Regions from separate parts of the Mus musculus genome. Here regions 2 and 3 are each linked to region 1. The links are chromatin contacts, called in public promoter capture Hi-C maps. All regions are on one chromosome and are shown on one strand. Each heading gives the region's core, a stretch centred on a gene start, on an enhancer-like site or on the middle of the called end of the contact. The rest is flanking DNA. Distances are from core to core; before and after follow the strand shown. Region 1 holds the start of Rnf135 (ring finger protein 135). Region 2 holds the start of Tmem97 (transmembrane protein 97). Region 3 holds the start of Supt6 (SPT6, histone chaperone and transcription elongation factor).

Evidence for each region. Promoter capture Hi-C pulls out the DNA fragments that hold promoters and counts their contacts.
Region 2: a promoter capture Hi-C map of hippocampal neurons shows a contact between it and region 1, with 2.3 times the contacts expected there. The contact joins the promoter of Tmem97 here to the promoter of Rnf135 in region 1. A contact is called at or near these places in 3 of 39 promoter capture datasets (hippocampal neurons, liver and pre-B cells), 1 of 115 datasets of contacts at active chromatin or transcription factors (microglia) and 1 of 9 other capture datasets (liver).
Region 3: a promoter capture Hi-C map of liver shows a contact between it and region 1, with 2.2 times the contacts expected there. The contact joins the promoter of Supt6 here to the promoter of Rnf135 in region 1.

What each region holds. Positions count from the first base shown.
Region 1 is chr11:80,182,004-80,186,808 of GRCm38.p6, forward strand. Rnf135 (ring finger protein 135) reads left to right here and starts at 1,866. Exons shown (of 5, transcript NM_028019.4): 1 at 1,866-2,252. The coding sequence starts at 1,914.
Region 2 is chr11:78,547,797-78,552,094 of GRCm38.p6, forward strand. Tmem97 (transmembrane protein 97) reads right to left here and starts at 2,939. Exons shown (of 3, transcript NM_133706.2): 1 at 2,732-2,939. The coding sequence starts at 2,857.
Region 3 is chr11:78,243,451-78,248,133 of GRCm38.p6, forward strand. It overlaps Supt6 (SPT6, histone chaperone and transcription elongation factor), which reads right to left and starts at 2,253. Exons shown (of 37, transcript NM_009297.2): 1 at 2,098-2,253. Sdf2 (stromal cell derived factor 2) reads left to right here and starts at 2,296. Exons shown (of 3, transcript NM_009143.3): 1 at 2,296-2,720. The coding sequence starts at 2,546.

The sequences.
Region 1 (4,805 bases), core at 616-3,115:
CACTGTCTTTCTCCTTTCCTTTCCTTTCCTTTCCTTTCCTTTCCTTTCCTTTCCTTTCCTTTCCTTTCCTTTCCTTTCCCTTCCCTTCCCTTCCCTTCCCTTCCCTTCCCTTCCCTTCCCTTCCCTTCCCTTCCCTTCCCTTCCCTTCCTTTCCTTTCCTTTCCTTTCCTTTCCTTTCCTTTCCTCCTTTCTTTTTCTTTTTCTTTTTCTTTTTCTTTTTTCTTTCTTTCTTTCTTTCTTTCTTTCTTTTTTTTCTTTCTTTCTTTTTTTTGAGTCAGGGTCTCTTAATGTAGCCCTGAGTGTTCTGGAACTCACTCTGTAGATCAGGCTGGCCTCAAACTTAACAGAGATCTGTCTGTCTGCCTCCTGAGTGCTGGGATTACAGATGTGTGCCTTCATGCCTGATGAGGTCCTCTGAATTTACTGATTTTTTTTTAATTCCCCGGTCAGAGAAGCTGCAATACAAATTCTGGATGTGTCTCTCCAGAGTGCAGCTCCCTGGGGAGGTGGATCCTCTCTAGCTTCTAAAGTTCTTTGGACCTGACTGCTGAGGTACCTGCTAGAGCAGTGATTCTCAATGAGTGGGTCATAACACCTTTGGCAAACTCCTATATTCACATGACTATTCATAACAGTTGCAAAATTACAGTTGTGAAGTAGCAAGAAAATTATTTTTTAAAGATTTGTTCATTTATTTTATGTATATGAGTACACTGTAGCTGTCTTCAGACATACCAGATCCCATTACAGATGGTTGTGAGCCACCATGTGGTTGCTGAGTACTGAATTCAGGACCTCTGGAAGAGTAGTTGGTTATTTTTTTTTTAAAGATTTATTTATTTATTATATGTAAGTAAACTGCAGCTATCTTCAGACACACCAGAAGAAGGCATCAGATCCCATTATGGATGGTTGTGAGCCACCCTGTGGTTGCTGGGCATTGAACTCGGGACTTTGGAAGAGCAATCAGTGCTCTTAACTGCTGAGCCATCTCTCCAGCCCTGATTTACTTATTTTTTTTTCTTTTTCCATTTTTTTTTTTTTTTGGTTTTGTTTTGTTTTGTTTTTCGAGACAGGGTTTCTCTGTATAGCCCTGGCTGTCCTGGAACTCACTTTGTAGACCAGGCTGGCCTCGAACTCAGAAATCCGCCTGCCTTAAAGGCGTGCTCCACCACGCCTGGCTTCCAATTTTTTGTTAGGTATTTTCTTCATTTACATTTCAAATGCTATCCCGAAAGTCTCCTATACCCTCCCCCCAGATTTACTTATTTTTAAGAAGAGCAAATAAAGACTGAGGCTGTCTTTTTTTTTTTTTTTTTTTTTTTTAATTAATTATATGTAAGTACACTGTAGCTGTCTTCAGACACACCTGAAGAGGGCATCAGATCTCATTACGGGTGGTTGTGAGCCACCATGTGGTTGCTGGGATTTGAACTTCAGACCTTCGGAAGAGCAGTTGGGTGCTCTTACCCACTGAACCATCTCACCAGCCCCTGAGGCTGTCTTTTAATGTCATTTAATGCATATGAGTACACTGTAGCTGTCTTCGGACACACCAGAAGAGGGCATTAGATCCCATTTTTGTTGCTACTTCATAACTGTAATTTTGATACTCTTATGATTCTAAAATGAGTTCCTGAAGCGGACCTTCTTCATAGCTTAAGTTGTTGGGGTTGCGTGTTTGTGGCTAGGCGAGCAGGACCCAACTACTAGAGAGAGATGATTTTTCCAGGCCAAAATCCAGGCAGGTAGCCAGCAATGTCCGGCGCTTTTAGAGGCTGGGGAGAATTAGCAGCTGGGCGGGTCGAGCTGATGGGAGGGGCGGGGCGAGCTGATGGACAAGGCGAAGTGTTGCCGGGGAAGTTAGTAGGACAAGGCGGAACCTAAGGGTGCTTCCTGGCTGTCGCCTAATTATGGCGGCCGTTTGTTCTGGCAATGCAGTCCCCGTGTGGCTGAGCGAGGACGACCTGAGCTGCATTATCTGCCAAGGGCTACTAGACCAGCCCACCACGCTGCCCTGTGGCCACAGCTTCTGTCTCCGGTGCCTCCATGACCTGTGGGTCTCGAAGCGTGGGGCCGTGGATGGCTGCCCTTGGGCTTGCCCCATATGTCGGAAGGGTCCCTTGACAAAGCCCAAGCTGCACAAGAACCCGCTGCTGCAAGACCTGGTGGACAAGTACCTCCAAGCGGCGCGGGAGGTCGAGGCTGGCTCGGAGCCTGAACCCGCCCCCGCGCCGCGTTCTGCGCCCCAGGTAGGAAGCCTGCACCGGACTTCCAGATCTCTTTTTCTGCCACAAAATTTGCTCAGTCTAATCTGTTTTCTGGAGAACCTTAAAAAGTTTATAGCTGTATAAAGAAATACAAAAGCCCAATGTGGTGGCCCCATGCCTGCAATTCCCCGTTTTGGAGTGGCTTGCCCCACAGGGCCAGAGTTACATAGTAAGATCCCATCACAAACAGTTAAAAATCCAAGTCCCATCCACCCGAGGTGTGGTGCACACTTGTATAGTTTTAGTTTTTCCCAGCCTTCTGTGATGTCTGGAGATTCTTAGTGTGGTAGAATGTATGTGCCACAAAAATTGCCATTTTCCCCCTTAACTCAATTGGCCTATTTGTATATTTATTGAGACAGGGTCTAACTAGACTAGACTAGGATGGCATTGAACCTGGGGTGACTCCCTCGGCTTTCCAAGTCTGGGATTACAGGTGTGGGCCACTTGAACTCAAAACTTTGCCTGCTTCTGCTTTTCAAGAGCTGGGATCAAACACAGGTGCCACGACTGGCCATCTGAACAATTTTTTAGTGTACAGTTCGATGGCATCTCTCTTATTTCCAATACTGTGCTTCTGTCACCGCTGTTGCCAAGGTAATTTCATCAACTTAAAAAAGACCTCTGTACCCACTCACTAAGCAATAACACCTGATTCCTGTCCCTCCAGCCTCTCTGTATCTCATCTCTCATAAGCTTTATGTCTGAGTTTACCTGTTATATTAGGTCAGAAAGCGACGCACTGAGACCACCACTCCCATTCAAAGGCAAGAGTGTTTTTTGTTTGAAGAAAGCAAGAACCCTGCATGCAGGGGCCAGCCACTTATAAAAATGGTGACCCCAGACAAAGGGGCACAAGGCATCCATGGGAAACTAGAGGAATTTTATCAAACATTAGGTAATCTAAAACTTCATTAGTGGGTGCTGGGGAAGTTACATGGGTTGGTTTCTGATTAGCTGCTATGTTAGATTTACTATACTTGGGGAGGCCTTGAGGAAATCCCAGGAGATGACTCAGCTCTGAGCTTCCAGAGCCATTGATTATTAACAGCCCATTGTCTCAATCTGCTTCCCTGGGAAACTGAAACTTTTCTACTTCCAAGGTTTTTATTTCATTTTATTTTTTAGGGGACCTCTCATTATACATGTTTCATGTAAATGGGCCCCTTTGTGTCTAACTACTTTCAGTTTCATATTTTCAGGGCTGCTTGATGTTTCAGCATGTATCAGATCATCATTGCTTTGTGTGGCTGTTTTATCATCTCTGTGGATATGTAAGACCCCCGAAGCTGTGCCTCCCCTCAAGTCCTGGGATGAGCTGGCCAGCACGTCAATGACTTGAGAGAAATCCACACCTGATGCAAACTGCAAGAGGTTTTATTATCAGCTAGCTGAGGATGAACTCCTCAACGCCCTGCAGGGCAGGAGAGTTCGACCCTGAGCAGTAACAGTAGGGGGCTTTTAACAGCTAGCTGAGGAATTGGGAGGAGTTGGGAGGAGAGTTGGCTACAGCTCCTTTCTGGTGTGTGTGTGTGTGTGTGTGTGTGTGTGTGTGTGTGAGCTGTAGCTCCTTTATCTCTGTGTCCTTGTATGTCTTCCTACAATTATCGAATCTCTGGCTGTAAGGCACAGAAACAAAAGGGCTTTTTACTGGCTATAAAGAACAAAGAGCTTCTTTCTGGCTGTATTTTTAGAGATCAGGGAAAACAAGCTTGGGGAACGTCCAGGGGCTTTACCTTCTAGGGAGAAACGCTCTAAGTCGGGGTCCCACAGATATATATCACTTTCCAATCAATGTATCTAGCTATGAACATTTGAATCCTTCCCATCTTTTGGCTAGTATGACTACTAATACAATGTACATTATCTTATAACTGTAGTAGTATGTAAAAGTATGTTTGGGGGCTGGAGAGATGGCTCAGTGGTTAAGAGCACTTAGTGCTCTTCCAGAGGACCTGGGTTCAAGTCCCATCACCCACATGACACCTCACAACTGTCTGTAACTCTTGTTCCAGGGGATCCAACACCCTTACATAGACATACATGTAGTCAAAACACCAATGTACATAAAATAAAAATAAGTAAATTTTTTTGTTTGTTTTTGTTTTTTCGAGACAAGGTTTTTCTATATAACCCTGGCTGTCCTGGAACTCTGTAGACCAGGTTGGCCTCGAATTCAGAAATCCGCCTGCCTCTGCCTCCCAAGTGCTGGGATTAAAGGCATGCGCCACCACGCCCAGCTCACTTATTTTTTTATATAGTGTTAGGATAAGACTCTAAATTTGCTGGGTGGTCGTGGCACACGCCTTTAATCCCAGCACTTGAGCGGCAGAGGCAGGCAGATTTCTGAGTTTGAGGTCAGCCTGGTCTACAGAGTAAGTTCCAGGACAGCCAGGGCTATATAGAGAAACCCTGTCTCAAAAAAAAAAAATTCTAAGTTTAAGCAAGGCCTGGTAGTGTTAGGGTTAGAATTGCTGAAGAATGATACCCCAGACTCAAGTAGTATGCAAAAGTATAGAGTGTTTATTGAAAAAA
Region 2 (4,298 bases), core at 1,689-4,188, 1.6 Mb before region 1:
ATTTCTAATTGAGTGGCAAAGTGATGAATCAGAGAAAGATTTGACAGGATAGCATATGCCCAATTCTCATGGGGAAGAAAGGGAAGCTACTTGAGATAGAGCAGAGAGAGAAAAAAAAGAGGGAGGAGAAAGGCAGTTTTACAGGAAGAAACTGGTTCCAGACAGAACAAACTAGATATAGATGAAGACAGAACAAGCCAGAGGATGAGAAGGCGCCAGATTAGAACAGATTGCCAGTATGAGTTTGAGGCCAAGCAGATTAATTCAGGAGAGGCCCAGACAGAAGTCTGGTTGAGAGAGGAGTTTGAGCCAGAACAGCTAAGTTGAACCAGCCAGCCAGAGTTCAGGGAAAAAAAGAACAGATGAGCTTATTCAGCAGTAAGTTTCAGAGGCAGAAAACACTCTAGGTCTAGTTAAGACTGTACAGAGGCCAGAAGCTTCCAGGACTAGGCCTAGCTAAGTTAACAGATGGTGGCAGCAAATGTTTACTCTGAGATGACAATTACAAGAGGAGAATAAAAGTGATGTAACAGGAAGCTAATAAAAGTCCACCAGATCAAACAGAGATTGGGCATGGTGAAGTGAGCTTTCCGTATTTGGGGGGTAGAAACAGGAGTTCTGTGAGTTTGAGACCCACCAGGTCTAGATACTGAGTTACAGGACACCTGGAGCTACACAGTGAGACACCATCTTGAAAAACAAACAAAAATAAAATGTTTAAGTGGTGGTCTGCATGATGCTGGTCACATCTAGTTGTTTCAGGAGTGGTGAGCAAGGATGGGTGCAAGCAGTCAGAAGGTAAACCAGGAATTGCCAGGGAAACAGGCTGGGTTTTCAAAGTTGTGAGGCCCTATTTCAAAAAACCTGTCACTCAAGCCAGGTGATGCCTGTAAACCCAGTGCAGCTCAATTGGTGAATTCAATTTTTAAACAAACCAAACCCAACCCAACCAAACAACAAAAACAAACCTCAAACACAATACCAAAGGAAAAACAAGGGCTATGGGTAGCTCAGTATGCAAAGCCCTGGGTTTTATCTCCACTGCTACCAAACCCCAAAGAAACAGTGACTCCCCTTCTTCATGGCTATAGCTAGTGCAAAGTTTTGATGGCCTCTTTGTAGTTGTCAGGCCCTTCCGTGGCAGCAGGCTGACAGCACTCAAAGGTATCATGTCCTAATCCATGTCCAATAGGACCACAGGTGTACAGAAGGATGTTCAAAGGGGAGGTTTTCCTGGGTTACATGGTGGGCCCTCGTGAATTACAAGTGACCTTATAAAAGGCAGAGAGAGATGTGAATACAGATGAAGTGGCAATATGACGGATGACCTGCAGAGATTGCAGTGAAAGGGCCACAGCCAAAGAAAGGTCAGTGGGTAGACTGTGCGGCCTGAGTGTGATCCGCAGCTCTGCAAACCCAGCCACCTGGAAGAGGCAAGGAGTGTAGTCTACCTTTGAGCCTGAGACCGAACATTCTAAATTTCTAACCTCCGAGCAGCTTAAGCATAACGTTGGGGGTAAAGTAAGCCACTGCGTTTGTGACAATGTCTTAGAGGAGTGAAACAAATCAACTTAACTTGATAACACACTGGTTTTGGTGCTGGGATTTGAATCCAGGGCCTCGTGCATGCTGGCCAATGTTTTTACTACGGAGCCACAGCCTCAATCCCACAATCTTTTGAGTTTACAATCTAAAGCTGTAGCTACATGTCAGTTACAGCCTGGCCTGAGGTCCTCTTGCAATGGATTCAAATGAACTATTATTTTAAGGGGAAAAAAAAGTAGGATCCATAGGGCCCTCAACATGTCCACAGGCAGCCAGTCCTTGGGAAAGCAGCACCACAGACCGGTGCTCTTGCCACATGCTACCTACGGGTTTCCCCTGTAGATCAAAGGTCTTTGCAATCCCGTGGTTCCACAAACAAACCAAAAAGACTTAAGGGAGTGGGGGGTGACACTGCTGATGGTGTCACTCCTTAACTTTGTTGAGTAGGTGACAATTCCTGTGTCATGTCCTCTCAGAGAACACAAGGCACATGTCATTTTGCAGCCACCATTGAGAATTTACGGATTTAAGATTAAGAACTGCCCTGCAAAGAAGAAACATTTAAAGAGCATTTCAGCCATTTCAAACATTTAGGTGGATAAGTCCGTCAGTAGATTGGAGAGGCATGCTTAATCTTGACCTTAAAATCGGGTCAAAGAATGCTCTCCAAAGCGCAGGGAACGGTAGCTCATCTTCAAACAATTCAAAACTGACTTGGAAAAGCGACATTTCCTCAACTGCTCCTCAAGCTAGATCCAGACCCAGAAGGAGTGTATGAATGCCACGAGCACTAACCAAGGGCTAACCCTTCAGTCATTTTATTCTACTACGCAGGACTTTTTTTTCTTTCTCGGCTTACACTGGACTTTTAAAGTCCATCCAAACGCAATAGATTCAACACGTGACAGACACTGGTTCACCCAGGCAACTTCCCTCAGCCAACTGCCGTAGTTAAAACCATGGGAGCGAAACACACCCAGGCAAAGGTTTTGCAAAGGATTGGCGAGTACATGGGGCTCAAACCCAGGACCTCCTAGGCATGCGCCCTACCATTGGGTTGCACCCTCAGTTCCGCTCTGAAAAAAACAAAGCGGTGGTCAACGGCTGGGGACAGCCGGCTGGGGCCGAAGTCAGGCACGGAGCCAACAGAAATCAGGACGGCCACGTGGGGACCCCTGAGCCTCACCTCCTGCGGGTATAGTTCGGGCGGCAGCACCGCCTGCAGGTCGATGAACAGCGTGATGGGGATGTGCGAGACGAAGTAGAGGCCCAAGAGCCACTCGACACAGCGCCTAGCTGCCAGGGCCCCCATGTTCCCTCCTGTCCGTTGGGCTACGACTGGCAAGCCGGTGATAGAAGCCTGCTACGTGGTTAGAAGCCCCGCGCCCGAGCTGTGCCGTCCCGCCCCCGGCTCACACAGGCCGTACCTATTGGTCGAAGGGGAAAAACAGAAGCGGCTCGTGAGTGGGTGGAGGCCCTCGTGGCCCGCCCATATAGCGGGGCTATAGTTTGAATGATGGCCTACCTGTTGTTTCCATTGGCTGCTGGGAGTACCGCGTGAGGGGGCGTGGCTCTGAGCGGTCCACGTCGGCGGGTGCGCGTGTGCAGCCTCGGGCTGCGTGCGCTGGTCTTCCCTGTGCCACGAGTGTTTTATTCGCTGGGTTCTGTTCCGTATTGGGACCCCGGGCCAGTAAAACCAGAACCCGCAGTGGCAGTTTAGGAGCGCTGCGAGCCGGACTTTCCTGCTGGCTCCAAAATCACTGCTCAGCCCACAAATAATGATTTTATATGATGGACCCTGATAGGCCTGGGACAAGATGGGGGCTGCCATTCGATGAGAATAGGGAACACAGGACTTGGGTTCAAGGGAAAGGAAATTAAGTTTGTGCTTTGTATACACTGAGCAGGGTTAGGGCTTGGGTACTGCTAAGTATAGAGCATTTACTTAGCACTCAAGAAGGCCCGACTTCCATCTCTTGCACCATTTGAACCAGAGCCCCAAAGGGCCGGGTGTGGACAGAAATCTGTAAGGTCTAGGCCAGCCTGGTCTACAGGCAAGCTAGGGATACATAGAGCCTGTCTCAGACCAAACCAACCAACCAAAGAGACCTTGAGCAGGCAGGCGGGCAGTTGGATGAACTTGGTTTAGATTTGTGAGAGCATTTGAAGGTTAGAGAGCGAAGGGCATTAAGAGATCCTACAGAATCATAAGGGTCATGGGAGGAGATGACCAAGCGAATGATGGTCACAGGGAAGAATGGAGTAGCTGTGTCACGGTTGACACTGAGTGCTGTCCACCAGTACCAATGAGAAGTCCTATGGCTGGAGAGCAGTGTATTGGGAGGTAGGGAAATGGAGACAGAGTGTAGACAACTGGTCGGGAAGAGGTAGAGAAATGGACCCCACGTGTCCTTCTCTTTCTTTTGTATTCACTTTTTGAGACAGCCTCTCACTATGTAACCCTGTGACTGGCTGTGTAGACAAGGCTAGCCTGAACCTCACAGAGATTCACCCTGCCTCTGCCTTCCAAGTGCTGGAATTAAAGTCATAGGCACCATGCTTGCTCCAGTGTGCCCATTTCAGCAAAGGAGACTGGGATGTCTAAATGGGTTTGAAGTTTCTGCCCAGAGAAGTGAAGGAAAGTATAGCTAAGGGAAAGCAAAAATTAGGGTTAGGTAGGGTAGTCTGTGTGCCCAGTGGTAGCTACCATAGTACTAAGACAGAGGGGTTGGCGTTGCTGAGGTAGATGGCTC
Region 3 (4,683 bases), core at 1,003-3,502, 1.9 Mb before region 1:
TTTATACTTCTAGCACTGGGGAGGCTGAGGCGGAGTGACCACAACTCCTACGTCAGCCTAGGCTACCTGTCAAGGAAGATGATGGCTGGAGTGGCCTTTCAGAGAGATTAGAACAGAATTTTGGTTTTGATTTTTTTTTTGGTTTTTTTTTTGGTTTGGTTTGGTTTGGTCTTTTCTGAAACATAGGATTTGGTGATTGATATTGGGAAATCATTGTGAGGAAGCCAGTGATCACACCCGACCCAGATGGTGATTACATTTATTAGGAACAAGAATATTGCTGGATGGTGGTGGCACAAGCCTTTAGTCCCCAGTACTCAGGAAGCAGATCTCTGTGGATTCAAGGACAACTAGAAAGAGTGATTCTGTCTTCAAAAACCAAAAAAAGAACTAGAGGGAGTAAATAAGCTTTGATTGGATTTTAGGACTGTTCTACTTTCTGGCTTGATATATCACTTGGTAAGTAAGATTAAGTTCATTTGGAGAGTGTTAATTCTTTGCCAGTCTAAGCTAGGCAGTGGTGGTGCATGCCTTTAATCCCAGCACTTGGGAGGCAGAGGCAGGCGGATTTCTGAGTTCGAGGCCAGCCTGGTCTACAGAGTCAGTTTCAGGACAGCCAGGGCTATACAGAGAAACCCTGTCTTGAAAAAAATAAAAACAACAAAAAATACTTTACCAATCTAATCTAGTCTAATCTAATAGTCACACAAGCCAACCAAATAAAATAAGCCTGTAGTGGTGGGACACTAGGCATGGAGAGGGGCTCTAAACTCGTGGTTGAAGGGAGAGCTGTTTTTGAGACAGGGTCTACAAATGCAACCAAAACGTAAATTCCATGATCCTCCTGGCTCAGCTTCTCCATTGTTGCTATAATTGTTTTGTAACTAAAACACTGAAGACTCACAAACTGTGAGTGTTCAACAATAGAACTAAACTTTTTCTCCCCAAAATTAATTAAATTCAACGACTTCCACACATTGTAGCATACTTCAATGCTGGGGAGGGGGACCAGGCTCCTCCCTTCCTACAGGTTTATGGGCAGTTAACGGTTGCTAGGGGGGAGGGGCTCATCATGAGATCCCACCAACCCTAAGGATCGATAGTAATTCATGGTTGCTGGGGGAGGGGAACATTTTCTTTAGGGTTGTAGCCCAGGCTTCTCTGAATACTTCTTCACCCATGTACTTGTAAACCACCATAAATTAACTAATTGAGGCATACACACACACACACACACACACACACAAATTAATGAAAGTAATAAGTAATGGAGGATTCTGAAGAAGGGGAGCAGCGGGAATGGAGTGGGGCGGGATGAAAAACAAATTACCCTATGACCTTTGTATTACCGTGTCTTTTCATGTAATTATTACAGGAGACCCGCCTCCTAAAGGAAAACAGAAATCGATTCTTTCTGTAATACAGAGGAACTGCTTTACTTAAGATACTCGAGTACCTGATGTCAAACAATACACATTTCTGATTTAACAACCAATTCTAATATTTATGATAGGTCTTTGGCAAGTGTTCGAGGAAATGAATTATACAAGATGGAAGGCTCCAGGTACTTAAGTATAAACTCGCATCTTTAGAAAGGATTAAGGGACTTGCCCATATGTGGAAAAAAAACCGTATAATTACTCAACATTTTGTAAAGAGCTAACATTCAGCACAGTACACCCGCCTCATGGCTGAACTCTCGAAAGCTCAGCAGGACCCAAACGCCGGACTAATTAATCCGATCACCTGATGCCAAGTAAAGAAACCCTTAGGTCTCTCTTCTAGTCCCAATTTTTTGCGTGGCCCAGATTCCAGACGCCGCGGAGAAGATGGGATCCCAGAAAGCCTGTTGATTCAAGAGGTAACCCCAGGTCACAGGTTCCGGGTGGTACCGCGTGGAGAAAGGGCTGGAGACTCTGAGCAATCACGGTACTTTCCTGTCCTTTTCCCCCCTGGCAGATCAGGGAAAGCCAGGGCCCCCTTCCTTCCCGCAGTGGGGCACCCCAAAGCTTCTTCCCTTACGGGACCAGGCCCCAGGAGTCTGGCTCGCCACCTGCGCACCCACACACGCAACACACTCTCCAGGCTGAGCGTTACCTGCTTGAAGGCCGCTGCTTCTCCGCTACGCTAAGCTCCCACCGAAGAAAATGGAGTCGCCGATCAGAGACTGCAAAAGGATAGTCCGGACCCACCGCAAGGGCCCTCCGCAGCCGCCGCCACCACCACCACCACCGTCGCCGCTGCTGCGTTAACGTAGTACGTCACCTCCGGCTCTCTGTCACTGGGAGTGGGAGGGTCATTTCCTGCTGTCTTTTCCCCTCCGGCGTCTAGGGCTTTGGTTCCGAGTCCGCGAACGCCTAAGGAACGCAGCCGCCACAGAGCACCCAGTACAAAGTGAGGTCCCGAAGGCCTCCCGGGCCAGCGTGTTCTTTAAGCCGCTCTCGCCAAAGGAACCATAAAGATTCAGGTTAAGGAGTCTTCTCTTCCATCTTGGCGTAGTTCTACCCTCGGCTTCCGGTTCCGGGGACGGGCCTAATTTTCTTGGATGATTAGTTCTCTCGGATCTAGGATGGCTGTCTTGTCGCTTCTGTTGTTGGGTGGTTTGTGGAGCGCTGTGGGAGCGTCCAACATGGCTGTCGTTACTTGCGGCTCCGTGGTGAAGCTACTCAATACACGCCACAATGTCCGACTGCATTCTCACGACGTGCGCTATGGGTCAGGTACAGAGGGGGACTCACCGCTCTGGGTGGGCTGCCTAGGCCGGGTGAGCCTAGAAGGGGCGGGGCCTCGGAGTCTGAGGGCGTGGTCTGGGAAAGTTAGCCGTGCCCTATTTCTTGAAGAGGACGACGAGTTGCCAAGGAAACTTAGTCCTAATGTTAGTTTCTGTTTGATGAGCTGTGGGCCAAACGTGTTACATATATACTTTCCGGTTTTTAACATTGTATTGAGGACAGATACTAAAGTTATTTTCTTAGGTGAGTAAATAGACCTAGAGATATTGCTCAAAGCCAGCTAGTGAATGATGGAGACAGGGTTTAATCCAAATCTGTGCAGGTTCAAAATCTTTCAGATTCCATGGGCTGCCACTATTTTGTGCTGGAGAGAGGAGCATTTAGAGCAAGACAACATAAGCTGAATCTCAGATTTTAAATGTCACCTATTTTTAGCTCATATTTTTTGACACTCTAACTTAGCAATAACTTTCTTGTAAAGAATTTAAGCATTGACAGACATTGCAGAGGAAAGTCTGTTTTTTATCATGTGCAATTAAAATACTCACTTATTCGTGGGCTCATTCATTTGGCCTAGATTTAAAGAGCACTTTTAGTGTGTCTCGTATTGTTCTAGATACAGGAAATACAGTAGTGAATCAAACAATAAAACAAGACTAATGGGCAGGCGTGGTGGCCTAGGTCTGTAATTGTAGCACTCAAAAGGTTGAAGCAGGATTGTAACTTCAAGATCAGCCTAGCCTATATAGTGGGGGCTGTCTCAAAACAACAGAAGTTCAAAGGCTGGTAATTACTTCAGTGTTAGAGTATTTGCCGAGCATACGGAAAGCTTCTGCCCCCACACTGGAGGAAATAAAGTCATGAAGTTCGACAGGAGGTGTACTTGTGATATAATTTGAATGATTGATGATGCTATTTGCTAGAAAGGAAGTGACCTTCTAAGATGGTTAGTCTGTTCACAACTCTCAGAACCTGTCTTACCAGTTTAGTCCAGGGAGTATGTAGTCTTTACATTCCTAACCACCTCATTCAGTAAACACCTACTCAGGCTTACTACATTCTTTTTTTTTTTTTTTTTCTTTTTCTCGAGACAGGGTTTCTCTGTGTAGCCCTGGCTGTCCTGGAACTCACTTTGTAGACCAGGCTGGCCTCGAACTCAGAAATCCGCCTGCTGCTGCCTCCCAAGTGCTGGGATTAAAGGCATGCGCCACCACTGCCCGGCAGTTTTACTACGTTTTAATTTAATGTTTCCTGCTCTGGCTCTACTAAATAAAAATGGAGTTAGGCTGGGCGGTGGTGGTAGAGCAGGAGGCATTTAGTCTTAATATTCTGGAGGCAGAGAGAGGCAGGATCTCTGAAGACAGCCACTCTACCTAGAGAATTTCAGACCAGCCAGTGCTACACAGTGAGACACTGCCTCAACAAACAAAAATCCAAATTAGCAGTCGGGTGGTGGTGGGCCATTCCTTTAATCCCAACACTTAGGAAGCAGAGGCAGGTGGATCTCTTTGAATTTCAGGTCAGCCTGGTCTACAGAGTGAGTTCCAAGACAGCTAGGACTACACAGAGAAACCCTGTCTCGATAAAAAAATAAAAATCAAAAAATCAAAATCATTTAAACGAAGAACTTGGATTAGCCCTCTTGGGGGATGGGTTTGTGCATCATCTATTCAGATGCTAATTTCTATGCTTCTCTTTAACTGCAGTCCAGAAGTTGGCCAGGTTAAGCACTTCCAGTTTCAGTGTTATGCAAAAATTGTTATCCGTCACCTCTGATTGGTTAATAAAGAGCTGATTCAGCCAATGACTGAGCAGAGGAGAGAGGGAAGGCAGGACTTCCCGTCCCAGTCATGGGGTCCCACAGAGGAGTGAGAAGGGGTTGGGGGAGGAAGAAGAAAAGAAGATATGGAGGGACCAGGAGTGGCCATGAGAACACAGGTGGAGCAGAGTG